Regions from separate parts of the Rattus norvegicus genome. Here region 2 is linked to region 1. Evidence: chromatin contacts called from public Hi-C data. All regions are on one chromosome and are shown on one strand. The core of a region is the stretch at or near the end of the contact, and the rest is flanking DNA. Distances in the headings are between cores, read along the strand shown.

The links. Hi-C and Micro-C count contacts between places; a contact is called where the count stands out from the background.
Region 2: a contact with region 1 is called in a Hi-C map of liver, with 2.2 times the contacts expected there. The contact joins two enhancer-like sites. A contact is called at or near these places in 2 of 12 Hi-C or Micro-C datasets (kidney and liver).

What each region holds. Positions count from the first base shown.
Region 1 is chr7:88,113,247-88,120,989 of GRCr8, reverse strand. Enpp2 (ectonucleotide pyrophosphatase/phosphodiesterase 2) reads left to right here. Exons shown (of 25, transcript NM_057104.3): 14 at 1,369-1,400; 15 at 2,116-2,243; 16 at 4,401-4,488; 17 at 4,651-4,738; 18 at 5,816-6,000. Among named protein-coding and RNA genes, the nearest start is that of Enpp2, 55 kb to the left of the region's middle. Within about 2 kb of position 5,004, at least 4 of the 93 cell types and tissues checked have an H3K27ac peak or open chromatin away from gene starts, as enhancers often do. A contact at or near this core is called in liver, where this site is marked.
Region 2 is chr7:88,519,904-88,527,077 of GRCr8, reverse strand. The region is part of intron 8 of Deptor (DEP domain containing MTOR-interacting protein); the gene reads right to left. Among named protein-coding and RNA genes, the nearest start is that of Col14a1, 88 kb to the left of the region's middle. Within about 2 kb of position 1,322, at least 11 of the 93 cell types and tissues checked have an H3K27ac peak or open chromatin away from gene starts, as enhancers often do. A contact at or near this core is called in liver, where this site is marked.

The sequences.
Region 1 (7,743 bases), core at 3,755-6,254:
CACAACATTAGGGAGGTTGAGTTCCACTGCTCTAAACTATCAAACAACACGGATTGATTGTGTTTAGTCCTTGTGGAGACTATGTTTCGAAAGGCCAAAGTGTGTAGAGGTTCAGAGCGTGGCTGGCTCAGACTGTGTGTTATGGTCCAGTGTGCAAGCCCCCTTACCTTCTAAAATGAATTGGCTGATTGAAGATTCTGACCATCCTGTATCCTTATATCATTATGAACAAATAATCATAGAAATGCCTTCAAAGCTCTTAGAGAGAAATGGGTGCGCAGCCTGGACTCAGATACCATTGCCATGATCGCTTGCTTGCTTCCCATTCAATGCAGCTATCAAAATTTAAGTAGAATGGAGTTTACATTTTACCTTTGGATCAGAGCTTTAGGACTAAGTTTCTAAAGATGGTACATTCGTACACACTCTACAGGAAACCACATTTTCCACAAATACTAACAACTGAAGTTTATGTAGTACTAAGTACTGCACAGTGAATTACACACACACACACACACACACACACACACACACACACACACACACACACACACACACACAGTCAGCCTCATTAATGTTTCTGTGCCAGGGAGGGCTGCTCTGGGAGAGCTGGGACTCCTGTGAATACTGCTCTTCCCTTTTTCCTGATTCTTTAATGACATACAGAAGTGCCCTTTTATTTTGCAAACAGCCTACAATCTCTTTTTCCATACAATCGCCACAGAGGGACACCTGGACAGTAAGATCCAGTACGCACACAGTCATCATTCAATGTACTTTAGGCTTGTTCTGAGTATAGTCTTTGTTTCCTGGCAATAAACACACACACACACACACACACACACACACACACACACACACACACACACACACACGGAGTGCTCACCTATGTAATTAGACCTATGATATCACCACAGAAACTGCTTATTTGCTGCCTTAGAATCTCATCTCGCAGTGATTGGTGGCTTGTTCCAAAGCATTGCGGAGAGACAGGAAGTGATGATGAAAGACCCCTAAAACTGACCAGCTCAGTTCCTGGCATGAAACTGCCAATAAATTCATGTGAGGGCTCCACGGGGATCTGTTTGGGAAAAATTGAAGCAAGTTACCTAGCAGTGCTCTTGCGCTTTGGAAGGCAGACTTCCTTTCTAGACAAGAAACCCTGCATCGCGCATTGCACTTTGCTGCGGGCTTTGTGGCACCGGTTTAGCTACCTCTCTGTTATTGAAATATGAAACACCTACCCCCAGTTACACATCTGTTCAAAATGATACTCAAAGGGGTGGAAGCTTTGAGTTTCTTTCTGTTAAAAAAAATTGCTTTTCTCTGGGATTATGTTTTGAAATCTTTCTCCCTTTCTCTGAACAGATGACCCTAAAACCATTATTGCTAACCTCACGGTAAGTGTTGCAAGCCACCAGGCCTCTGCCCTTGGAGCAGCTTCGATAGGCTCACCTTCCCATGTTTGCCTTCCCGGTGGGTGGTTAGGAACATTTTCCTCACTGACCTGCAGTCCTGTGTATTTGTTTCTCCTAAGCTTTCAAAACTTCTGGACTGAGGTCAACTGTAGACTCCCCAATGGTCTTGGCCGTGATCCAAACCGAGGCTTTGTTCTTCTTAAGCTGAGCACTATTTGCTCATGATTAATCAAATCTTTACTCTCAAACAGATCTGCCCCCATCTTCTACTCCTACCCCCACCCCGGTCCCAGATAGAGACTTCAAAGTCCTTGAGCTTATCATTAGATAGGCCTGCACATGTCTACCCCTCTCCTCCCACCCTGCCTCCCACTCCTTGATTTGAAGCAGTTGGGAAAGACCTTGAGTTTTAAACTGCCCTCAGTCTTGGGCTCAAGAGTCAGGAACTTATCTTAAGAATTCCTCACCCCTCTGATAGCCTCGGACTTATTTCTAAAGTTGTCTAGCTCCCTTGGAACCTATTTGCTTTTACCACACATTATTTAATAAGGGGGCAACACATCCCATTTGTTTAGTAACCATTCTTTTCGTGGGCTAACAAGGTTTTCAAGAGACAGAATAGGACTTTTTTTTTTTTTTTTTTTTTTTTTTGGTATAAAACCTTTCTCCATAAGACCAATATTCACTTATATTTCAGTGCAAAAAACCGGATCAGCACTTTAAGCCTTACATGAAACAGCACCTTCCCAAACGGTTGCACTATGCCAACAACAGAAGAATTGAAGACATCCATTTATTGGTCGATCGAAGATGGCATGTTGCAAGGTAACAAGTGGAGGGAGCCTGTCTCTGTCTTTGCAAGCACCTATTTGGCACCTGGAAATCATTTAAGGTTCTTGGTCATCATTAAGAGAAATCTGGGCTGGAAATCTCATTGTTTAAACGGTGAATGTGTGTGTGTGTGTGTGTGTGTGTGTGTGTGTGTGTGTGTGTGTGTGTGTGTTTGTGTGTGTGTGTGTATGTGTGTGTGAGTAGTAGTAGTAGTAGTAGTAGTAGTAGTAGTAGTAGTAGTAGTAGATAAGTAATGAGAATAGAAAGATCCACATCTCTAGTTCTTGGGTCTTTTTTAGTTTCTCATGCATCACTGTGCACAAGTTTTATGGCGATATTCTAGTCTCTATCTTTTATCTCTTTAACAACTTTAAATGCAGGTAGGGTCTTGCTGATGTGGTCTTAGTTGACATGGTAGTATGTGTTTGTGGAGGAACCCTGGATATGTTAATCTTGAAACTTCTGTTGCTCTGGGCATGCTTTATATTTGCTCAAAACACAACTGGTGTTTGCCTCCATCAAAAGTCTCCCCCAGATCAGTTAACCACCCATACCTTTAGAATCTGATATAGAGCGTGTCTGGAAGCTCTGTCACTCCTACAGAGTCAACTGCCACAAATTTAGTCATTTTTACGTGGACCTGGAAGTAGTATTTTCTCACTCATTCTTGTTCTAACTTTGATTACAAGGCAAGTGTGATGAACATGCCTGTAGTACTAATTCAATAATTATGACATGTACCTGAGCTGGCCAATAGTTTATAGGAAATAGCTAAGCACAAGAAGATAATGAAAACACTGGTCTTCTAGAAATGTGTCAATGTAAATTTGATGCACACACAGCATGCAGTCTCCCACTGTCACTGTAAAAGAACCAAAGAGTGATGATATGAAACCCAGAAATTACTGGAACCATGTAGAATAGACAGAAATTCATGTAGAAATGTTTCATAAGAGACATGCCAAAATAGCTTGGCTGATTATGTCCTCTGCAGGACCTTTAATGTTGGGGGCACCTAGGGAGAGAAAAACACTTAGTGTTTGTTTATATGAAAAAGCATATTTTGGAACAGAAGTTAAATTAGAGATGACATTCATTGAGCAATTTAGTGAAGAGCAAAGGCAGGTACTAAAGCCTTGAAGTTTACTCTTGCATGTTATTATACATGCATATTACTATCCTAAGTCCTAGTTACTCTTGGGTAGAAACCAATGTGTTAGATTTCTCCATTTTCTCCAAGTGCTATCCTATGTGCCCTGCCTATACTTAGGCAATACTGATATTAATAAGCATCAACATCTTTGATGGTAGAAGAGCCATAAAACTCTTATGTAAAGGGGTCTTTCTGTCACAAATGTAAGAGTAAATGATCGCGATGTCTTGCAAGCAATATTGTCATCCCCTCCCTACTTCTAAATAGATTTTCTAGGTGAGGCCAGGCATTTGTTAACTATGGTCTCTGCACTCTGAGTTTTATTATCCTACCAGGTAAGTTTACATACAAATATTTTTATAGAATGGAGATCTCCGCGAATTGATTCAACATTGCATATTTGAAAATGCCTCCTGTGTTTTGGGACTGAGCCTGGTGAGCATATAGCAGGGAGAGATGTTCTGTTCAGTCCAAGCCTGAGGCATAGAGAGGACTTTGACTCCTTTTCAAAACTTCCCCTTTAACCTGGGGTAATAAGCAAAGCCATGGCATTAGAGAAATGAACAGACTTCCCTTGTCATCGCCATGGGAATGATGTAATCAAAACAGAGACACTTGGCTTCAGATCTTTTCAGGGATCCTATGTACCTCCAAATTTACTTTTTTTCCTCTTTAAAAGGAATTTATTGATCATATACAAAATAAAGAAAACTATATATCACAAACATACACTATGTACAGCAATAAATACACAGGGGGCCAGGCCCAGTACCACCCCTCCTGGACAATAATTTAGCAATAAATACTGTGCAGGGCACGTGTGGCACCAAGGCCGCTGCCCGCTGAGGCCAGGTGACTTGATCACTCTCTACCGATTCAAAGTCCAGGCCTCAACTTGCAGCCAGATCCCTATTGGCTCTACCTGTCTCCAAATATGCTTTCTTACCAGCATGCTTTGGGGCAGAATCCTAACTGATCATACAATTGTTTTAATGTAGGAAACCTTTGGACGTTTATAAGAAACCATCAGGAAAATGTTTTTTCCAGGGTGACCACGGCTTTGATAACAAGGTCAATAGCATGCAGGTATGTCTACAAAACTGAACTGAAATTGAATTTCACAGTTTTCAGGGGTGGGAGGATGGAATCATGGGGTTTGTGAAGCTGTAAGGAACTCAGACACAGAAGAGATGGTGTCCGTGGCAGCAGAAATGGTTAACTGTGTTTCTTTTCTTTTTCTTTTGGAAGACTGTTTTCGTAGGTTATGGCCCAACTTTTAAGTACAGGACTAAAGTGCCTCCATTTGAAAACATTGAACTTTACAATGTTATGTGCGGTAAGTCACTCGTTCAATCAAACCCGGTGAAATTTTTGGTCAGTGAATTTCCTTAGTGCTAGAGAAAGAAATGAGGTGTCTATGTTCTAAGACCTCTCTCTGCAAAAAGAAAAAAAAAAGTAACTTGCCCATTGGTTCAAAGGACAGAATGTCACCCCCTTCTAAGGCTTCTTTGTGTTCCTTCAACAGTTGACTAATGGGGAGTTTTCACAGTGTTGGTGTTGGCAGCCTTTGGCTGATCTAACATAGCATTACAGTTTGACACCGTTGGTCGGAGACACGATGAAGCAAGAGTTCCACGCAGACAGAGCGTTCTCCCACCTCCCTCTCTTACATTGCAGCCCAGTGAAAAATTTGCCAGCTTGCAACCCAGCCAGCTATTTATGTGTTTCTAATTATTTTTCTTCCTTGAGCTTCTCGTTGCTGAATGAGGACAGCTTTTCCTATTTAGTAAGGGAGTGCCAGTCTGGTGGTTAGAGGGGGAGTCTGAAAGTCGGGTCTCCTGGGTTCTTTTTCCCAGGTTGGCTGCTTAGCTCTTCACTGTCCTGTCTCTCAGCTTAGGCAAGTCACTATGTGCCCACTTGGCAACCATTCAGTTGCTGTGAAATCAGCCCGTTTATCCCTTGGTGGCCCATCAAGGCACATCGCCAAAGCCTCTTCTTGTCCCCACACTTTTGTGGAGTGCATTGAAGGGCAGGCTGTGGGCATTTATTGATTATGCCTTATTTCAAAATTTTGTTTTAAAAAAATCTTGAAGAAGTCCAGAAGGGCAATGATATCAACATTGTCACATGCAGAGACAATGCCTGAGTGAACCATTCTACTCCAGGTTCATGAGAATGACATATTCATGATCTGACAATGAAGAGAAGTGTTATGTCAAGAAGTGTTAGCTAGACATTGTAAGGTCGGAATGGTTCAGAAGTTGTGGAAGGAATGGCTGATGTGGTAGTTTAGTTTGCTCACTTGTGATTTGTGTTCAATATTTATAGGCTCCTGGAAGGTCAAAGGTTTTGATTCTTCACATATCTCATGGGAGAGTAAATGAGAAACACTGCTTCCTTTTCTTTCCATCAGATCTCCTAGGCTTGAAGCCCGCTCCCAATAATGGAACTCATGGAAGCTTGAATCACCTACTGCGTACAAATACCTTTAGGCCAACCATGCCAGACGAAGTCAGCCGACCTAACTACCCAGGGATTATGTACCTTCAGTCCGAGTTTGACCTGGGCTGCACCTGTGACGATAAGGTAGAGCCAAAGGTAGAGATAATCTTCATGCTTTATCATGGAAGTGGTTGTTTGGTTTATAAAGCACTGTTCAGTAGAACCATCTGTGAAAATAGAGTTGAGTTTTAACTCCGCTATCTGAAATGGAGCCAGTAACTGGTTATGGCTGGGGGTGAAAATTCTCACTTTATTGTTTTAAATTTAAGTTTAGTATGCTGAATATGGTCTATGGCTACCATCGTAGACAGTACAGGTCTGGAGAATGAAGGGTCAAACTGTTATTTTCTGAATTCACAATATACAGTTAGAAGCTGACTCTTTTACAGAATTATGAATTTCCAGTGATTCATGGTGAGCCATGAATATCACTGAGTTGTCCATAGGTAGGTATGTCAAAGTGGTTTTGAAAGATACTTGTAATTTTAAGGGATTCAGGTATGTGCAAAACCTGGGCCGGGTAGATGGAAATCTCTGGGAAATGGGAAGTGTTTCAGAGCTGGCAGAATACTTTCCAAGGCCTAAAAGGTGAGGGCAGATAGAGAATTACTAAGGAGATTGGCAGGAGACAAGAAGGGAGGAAGGGACACGGGAAGAGATAATTGTGTTTGTTAGAACACTGTGGCCTGGAAGTGTAGCACCCTAGGTTCTATTGCCTCTGCTCGGCTCCAACTGTCTTCCCTGGTAGAGTCTGACTGTAAGCCAAAGAACAACTCTTTTCTGCAGTCCCTAAAACTCACCTTTCTAGGTGAGCGGGGTGAGGGAGGTACAGGATGGGGTGTCCTTGGAAACACCACTGGTCTTTTTAGATACAAAACAACAACACCAACAAAACAAACAAACAAACAAACCCCAAAGTCTTAAGCAATAATTTACTTATTGACTTTTTTGAGTTAAGATTTTTATATCTGCCAACCAGTGCTCCTATTAGCAGAAATGAACCAACCCTTCCACAGAATTGAGAAGATGCCTGTACAAACCAAAGGTGTTGGTTCATTTTTATATGCTGTTTAATTATAGATAAAAAGGATGTGTTTTTTTTCTTAGCCTCAGAAAACAGATAATAAATCTCCTATTGCACAGTCTCTTTTTCTTACCACTTGTCCCCTCCCAGGATTCCTAGGAGCATTGGAGATATGGTTTGGTAGGCTCTAGAGTGAGAGGAATATGTTTTTTCCTTCCTCTCTATTTTTGTTCTTTTTTTTTTTTTTTTTTTTCGGAGCTGGGGACCAAACCCAGGGCCTTGCACTTCCTAGGCAAGCGCTCTACCACTGAGCTAAATCCCCAACCCCCTTCCTCTCTATTTTTGCATTCATCTCCTTCCTACCTTTGTTCTTGATAAGATTCTGAGAGGCTAATGAATGAAGGGGAGGCAACACTAAGAAGCTAGGTTTGTGAGGTTGCCCAAACCAATAAAAACCAACTTACCAAGAGGATCACAAATAAGTTGAGAGTACTGTATAGTTGCATTTGCTTTCTGTGTGCCCTCTAGTATAGACATATTTTGAATATATTGGCCAAGTATATTACATAAATTTTGCATTGATGGATTTCTCAAAATATCTACATTTCCTCCCACCCCACCCCCATCTTTTGTTTTTAGCTTCTTCTACAACATAGCATTAATGGGATTCTGAAAGTAGTGTAATTCTCATGCCTGACTCTGTATTTTTACATTTCTCATATATATATATGTATATATATATAAAGTATATATATGAAAACATATATATATATATGAAAACATATATATATAATATAGTACATGAAGTATGTTAA
Region 2 (7,174 bases), core at 73-2,572, 410 kb before region 1:
CTTTTGCTATGTATCGTAATGCTAAATACTGGCCCCCAAGACCTATGGCAAATTGTAATCCAGGGTTATTGGTGGGGAGACAGATTATAAAAGCTTAGAGGAGGGTTGGGGATTTAGCTCAGTGGTACAGCGCTTGCCTAGCAAGCACAAGGCCCTGGGTTCAGTCCCCAGCTTCGAAAAAAAGAAAAAAAAAATAAAAGCTTAGAGAGTAGATAATCTGCCCAGCTCTAGTGCTGATTAAGGCTTATTTTAATAATAATAATAATAAAAATTCTGTGTCTTTTATCCAGGAACTGAATGATCAAAGGCAGGGGGGTGGTGTAGAAGCACCCAATTGAGATGAAATAATTTCAACAAGTTATATTTTAATTTGTATTTCTCTCATTATTTATAAAACTATATTGCTAACCTTTCCTTTGTTGTTAAAAAAATAATAGAAACAACTTACCAGATTTATTTTGGCTCACAGATTCTCAGAGTTCAGTCCATGGTCACTTGAACCCATGAGCTTAGACACAACAGGATTGCAAAAGGAGTATGGGGCAAAGGTAAACACCTAACTTTCTCTATGACCCGGAAACAGAGAAAAAAGAAGTATGTGCTCTAAAGACACAGTCTCTGATACAGATGTATACAGAGCACAGACACACATTGATCTGATTTTTGTTCATTCTTTCGACCTTGGTTCTAATTCTATCCTCAGGGAAGCGCTCCTTTTCATCCCCTCTTCACCCTGTAAAAAGTATAAGCACCCTCTTCTCCTTCAGTGGTAACATCTCAGAGACACATAATTATATATGTATGTGACTTACATGTAATTAATTATATATACATGTAATTACATATTCAGTCCCAGATAAGTTGCCTAATATCTTCTGCGTGCAGCTGTAAATCCCATGATTGCCCAGTGAGACGAGCAGCACAGGGCAGCAATCAGCAGCTATCGACTGAAAAGCAAACCACTTGAGAGCTCTTCAGAGCCCAGGGAGGGTTTTTCCCATCTGTTTTGGTAGTCATTTTACACAGACTGGGTAGGAACCTGGTCTCTCTTGTTAGGAGAGGAAAATTCCATGCAACATACAGGGTTGTCATGGGAAAGGAAGACTAACGAGGAGGAGTTTTAAAATATTTTCTGTAGATGAAAGGAAGGTTTCTTGCAGTGTGGGAGGAGGCAACACCATTTATTTATCCCTCACGGGGACTCAGGTAGTTGTTTTTATATAAAGATACAAAGAAACAAACAAACAGAGGAATGAGGTGCAGTAAGCCAACATCCATCAATTCATCACAGGAGGAAACAAGAAAAGAAGCCAAAAGTCTAGAAATGCCTGTGAAACTTGGCACAGGGGAGCATGAACACTTGAGTGCACCGTTTTTTCACAAGATCTAATTATTCCCACAAAAAAAAAAAAAAAAAAAAGAAAGAAAGAAAGAAAAGACCTTGGACTTCTCTTGTTCTGTGTTGGTAAGAATGGACCAAGCTCTGCTGGAGCCTGAAGGTTGAATGGTTTGCTCTAACAAGGCTTGATACAAGGGCTTGATAAAACTAACAGAAGGGAGTGTTTCCGAGTGTTCCCTTGGGTGACCCTGCAAGAGCTAGTCCTGGTCCAAGAGAGGCTGAAGCCAAGAACAAGTTATTTATTTGATCTTCTACAAGTCAATCCAGGTGAGCATGTGACTCTCTCTCTCTCTCTCTCTCTCTCTCTCTCTCTCTCTCTCTCTCTCTCACTCTCTCCCCCTCCACCTCGTGTATCTGTCTGGCTGTTTTTCTCTCTTTCTGTTTCTGTCTCTGTTTTTTTGTTTTTTAAGACAGGGTTTCTCTGTGTATCCCTGGTTGTCTTGGACCTCACTCTGTAGACCAGATTGGCCTGGAACTCACAGCGACTCACCTGCCTCTGCCTCTCCTGTGCTGAGATTGAAGGTGTGCAACTACACTGAGCTACAGCCCAGAACCATTGTAACTACAGGCTTTGAATGGAATACAAATTCCCTTCATTATTATGAGACTGAAAGGTGATGCACCCTTCCGTACTTTACTGACTTAAATGGGGTTTATCAAGTACCATGCTCTGCCTTAACAGTTTGTGTATTTGAAATAATTTCACTGTCCTAACTGAGGAAGACAGAGGCAGAATAATGAGTTCTAGACAGCCTGGGCTAAATAATGGAAGTCACCCTGAAGTGGATAAGTACAATTCTGTCTCAAAACAGCAGCAGCAGCAGCAACAACAATAACAACCAGCATAATAATCTGAATCTAACCCTGACATTTACATGCTAAGTCACGACACTGGGAAAGGGATTAACTGGGTCCTTATCCCCTCGTTTATACAGTAGGGAGAACTTTTCCATGTTATCTGTATAAGAGGTTGGAAAAATAAAAGAGACCACAGCTGTAAAATATCTGAAGGCATGATGCAGATCCTAAGTGCCAAATTCTGAAGCATACGAAGTACCTGAGTTCCCCACCCCTTCTACAAAAATACCATTAGTTCTGCCATTAATGTTGCTTCAATGCCGGGGACTACCCTAGGTACTTGGACTACAGTTATTTAGACAGAGAATAACCCATAGGGTAGGTGCGGGAGAATATATGTATATATTCAGATTATGATTATACAGAAAACAAAACAAGTTCTATGGGTTGGATATTTGTGCACTACTCCCAAAATTTCTTTTTTTTTTTCTTTTCCGGAGCTGGGTACCGAACCCAGGGCCTAGCAAGCCCTCTACCACTGAGCTAAATCCCCAACCCTGCTCCCAAAATTTCTATGCTGAATTTCTGCCCCTAGGGTAGGATGGTATTAGTAGGGCCTGCAGGAAGTAGTTAGGTCATGCCCTCATGAATAAGATTAGCATTTTATATCAAGTGACAGAAGAGCTTGGACTTGCTCCAGTAAATTAAAAAAAAAAAAAGTCATCCAACCAACCAAACCCCAAAAAATTCTCACCAAAACCCAACCCAAAACAAAACAAAACAAACTAAAACAAAACAAAAAATGAAAACATTTAAGGCTCAGTAACAAGACAATGTAAACTAGGAAGCTGATCCTACCACCTACAGAATCGGCTAGACCCTTGATCTTGGATTTTTCAAACAAATGTTTGATGGTTTAAATGACTGCAGCCTAAGGGATTTTTGTTACAGCCTAAGGTGACTGAAACAGCAGGGCTACATAAAAAAGAGTAAGCAGGGAATGACCTGGAGAGATCTCACAATGTAGTTAAGGAAGGCTTCAGTGAGATCCAAACATAGTATCTGAGACTTGAAGGATAACAAGTTTTCAGCCTACATAGTCAGGGCAGGAACTGACTTAGTGTTTGGAAGTTACAGAGAAAACCAGTAGGCCCAAGAACAATACAGGGCGGGGTATGAGGTTTAAATGGTTAGGGCCCAGAACAAAGATATCGCCAGCTACATCTGGCATTTAATCTCATGGCCACAGGAACCATTAGAGTGCGTTAAGTGCCAGAGCTACTTAATTAGATTTACTAAAGAGCCAGACACAGCCATCAAGAGGTATTTGTGAAATGTAAAGACTGGGACCCAACTTGGAACAAATGATGTCTATAAAACGATCATAAATTCAGTGGGTTCTGGAGTCAGGGTTAGAAGTGATGTGAGAGCAAGTGAGTGATGTGTGACATGTGGCTAGGATCCATAGGACAGCCATTAGACTGCAGTCTATGAGAGAGCAAGAGAGAAGTGACTGACTTCCTCAAGAAAAGTGGCAGAAAAATAAAATAGGAAGTGAGTCTGGAATGGGGTTCTGTTGTAGAGTGGGATCCCAGCACTGGGTAGGGGTTGTAGCAGAAGTAATAGAAACAAGGTCATCCTTGGCTACATAGCAAGCAAGTTCAAAGCCAGGCTGAAATATTTCAGGGAGGGAGGGAGGGAGGGAGAGAGAGAGAGAGAGAGAGAGAGAGAGAGAGAGAGAGAGAGAGAAGGGGGGGGAGGGAGGGAGGGGAGGGAAAATTTTTTTATAAACTTGGAGTAGTTCAGATTCAAAGATGCTGGCTGGAAGATCTCAAAGTATTAACCAAGGAACCTAACACCCACTGCCATCAGTCTGGGGCCTGTCCTATCTGCATATGGGTAGCCTACACCCTAAGGCATTCTGATCCCCTAACAAGGTGGTGGAGATGAGATGGAGAGAGAAATGGTAAGCACCGGATGACTTTTGAGATGACCTGCTCACACAGCAAGATTACTTGGTTCTAGAAAGAGTAGAAACTCTCCTGCATGGGAGAATCATGGTGGCTGAATGTAGGGCTGTCTCTCCACAGACAGAAAGAGACAAGGAGAAAGACAAAGGCCTGACGTGACAGGTATTAGTTATTTCTCTAGTCACTGGGGTTAAATTTCTAACAGAAACCACTTACTGGAGGATATGTAGAATTGGGCTCAAAGTTCCAGGGGACCTTAATCCATTACTCAGGAGAAGGAAGAAGGCACAGTATGGAAGGACACAGGACAGTGTAATTCTTCACAGTGCAAACAACCAGGAAGTAGAGACTCAAGCACCTTTACCTGTTGAGCACCTGCTCGCTCACAGCTGCCATTTTATGGAGGTGAAATTATTCTATCACCACATACATGATAACAGGACATAATTTACTCTGTGCCTTAGGTAGGAAAATACACAAAATGATTTCTAGTGAGTCTACACGGCTAACCCCTACACAGGTATGACATTTAACCCTGTCACTATCAGCAGCATCATGACTCAAACATATATGGTGTACTCCTCTAATCCCGGCACTTTGGAGGCAAAGCCAGGCAGATCTCAGAGTTCAAGGCCAGCCTGGTCCACAAAGCAAGTTCTAGGACAGTCAGGGCTACACAGAGAAACCCTGTCTTGAAAAAACAGGAGAAAAACTAACCGCAACAAACACTAACAACAAAAATACACCAGGTAGTTTGGAGTGGGAGCTGGGAGTGGGGTACACACCTGTAAGTCCAGTACTTGGAAGGTAGAGGTCAGAGGATCACGAGTTTAAGGCTAGCTTGAGATATGAGGGATACATGAGACACTCATTTCCAAAACAAACAAAATCAAACAAACCTATATTGAAATACAGATACAATCATAAATACACATATTTATATATAGTCATATATATTTATCTATGGGTATACATATATATGTATATATTCATATATTCATACATATATGCAGTTTGGCCAAATGTATTTTCTCATATGTGAATTGTGTCCCCACCCACCTTCCCTCCCATCAGTGTCTTGCCATCTTGCACAGGCTGACCTCGAAGTCACAATCTTACTCCCCGTGTCCCAGAATTACAGGCATTTACTGGTGTCTCTCTTACATGATAAACTAATAGGTTATATAATTTAAAACCACCCCCTCCCCTGCCAGATTTAGAAGAGTCATGAATACGCTAATGTGTTTAATGTGTCTGATTAATCTCCAAGAAGAGTATGGAAGGTGTTTGAGCAGGGAGGCTCACAGCAGGACTTGTTGCTGAACAAAAATGCTGTACAGTGCAGTTGTAGAAAAGCCGCTCAAATAAATTCTATACCGTTCTGTGGTATATGAGAACCGTGATATACCTCCAGAGAAGATAGAAATATGAACCAAATAGGAAGGCTATGCTGCAGCTAATCACTAGAGACGAACTAAAACCAATTAAGTTCCCAGTCTGCTTAGCTAGCTGGGTAAAGCCAGGTCTTCAGCTGCCATGGGAATCCACTGAATTCCTCCTCAAAAGAAATCCATGTTAAGCCAAATCCTCCCTCATATAAAGGAGTACATGCTTGGAACTGAAAGAATGCGCCAAAAATAATTTATACTGAGTATTCATCACAGAAGGAAAATATAAAATCCTTCTTTTTAGTCAAAGTTCCATTAGAAATGAAAATTTCAGGCTTAGCTGGGACATTAGTGCTCAGTCTTTGCACCCCACACCTCCCGCTGAGCTCCCTGGGTGCTGAAGCCACTGTAGCCTGGGAGGCTGGCATTGTTAGGAGCACAGGGCCTAGTGAGATGTGGTCTTCAAGGAAGAGGAGAGTCAGACCTCAATACTAGACTGGCGCTAAGCCGCTCTCTGCTTCTTTGAGCCATATTTTTAGTTGCCGCCTTTTAAAAATGTGAAAAAAAATCAGTGTCAGAGTCACAGGTCGGAATCTAGACACGTGGAGATCTACATGTTACCACTGTTGCCCTGGTTTACAGCACGAGGCAAGGGTATGAGGAGAGGACGGAAGCACTGAATGGGAGGAACGATGGGAGGGTGCATTCTTCTGAATCCTCCCACCATACTAGATTATCAAGATCCACATCCTCTTTGAGACGGTTTCTCAGAACAAAATGGTACTCAATAAAGACACTTACAGACAGAAAAATAACATTTGTGGGTAATATTGTGTGTCAAAGATTTAAGCAGGGATAAGGTAAGAGAGATGTGGGAGGGTAACAGTGAGAGGTGCATTAACCCAAAAGTTTTATGAGGAATCCTTATGGAAACTAACTGCTCTGTATGCGAATTAAGAGCACCATTTTTTTTTTCTTTAAAAAAGGAACTTGAACACAAGTTCCCTGCAAATACTCGCAATGATTTCTCCTAGAATGCAGAGATAGCTAAATGAAAATCTCAGTGCCAGGTATGGGATATTTCCCTACGAGTTGTAAAGGCCTAGGTTTCAGTTACCTGGTCAGCCTGCCATTATTAGGAAACTTTCTCATGTGTTTCTGCTGTTACTAGGAAACTTTCAAATGCTGAGGTTGATTACATATTCTGTTAAGTTCTGTGCCCTTGGAAACCAATCATGATAAAAGTCAATAGAACTGCTTTGTATAGTTACCCACAATAACCTTGGACCCAAACCACCCAACAAACAGCACTTCCTACACCTGTGTATAAGCTTTTATGGTATTATGGGATGGACCCTAAAATAAGAGAGACACTTGCACCAATATAAGAAACTATTAGGAATAAGACTCCCATTTTGAATAGTGTTCCAGGAAAGTTCCCAAGACCTTTCTGGGAACTAACATCCTACTTGGCAGGAAAAGCCATGTGTATGGGTCACTGACATCCTCTTTGGCAAGTTAAGACATGAATATTAGACACGTTCCATCCTCATAGACAAATTAGAGCATACCTATTAGACAAGGCAAGTCCCCTGCCACGGTAGATTACTCCAACCAAT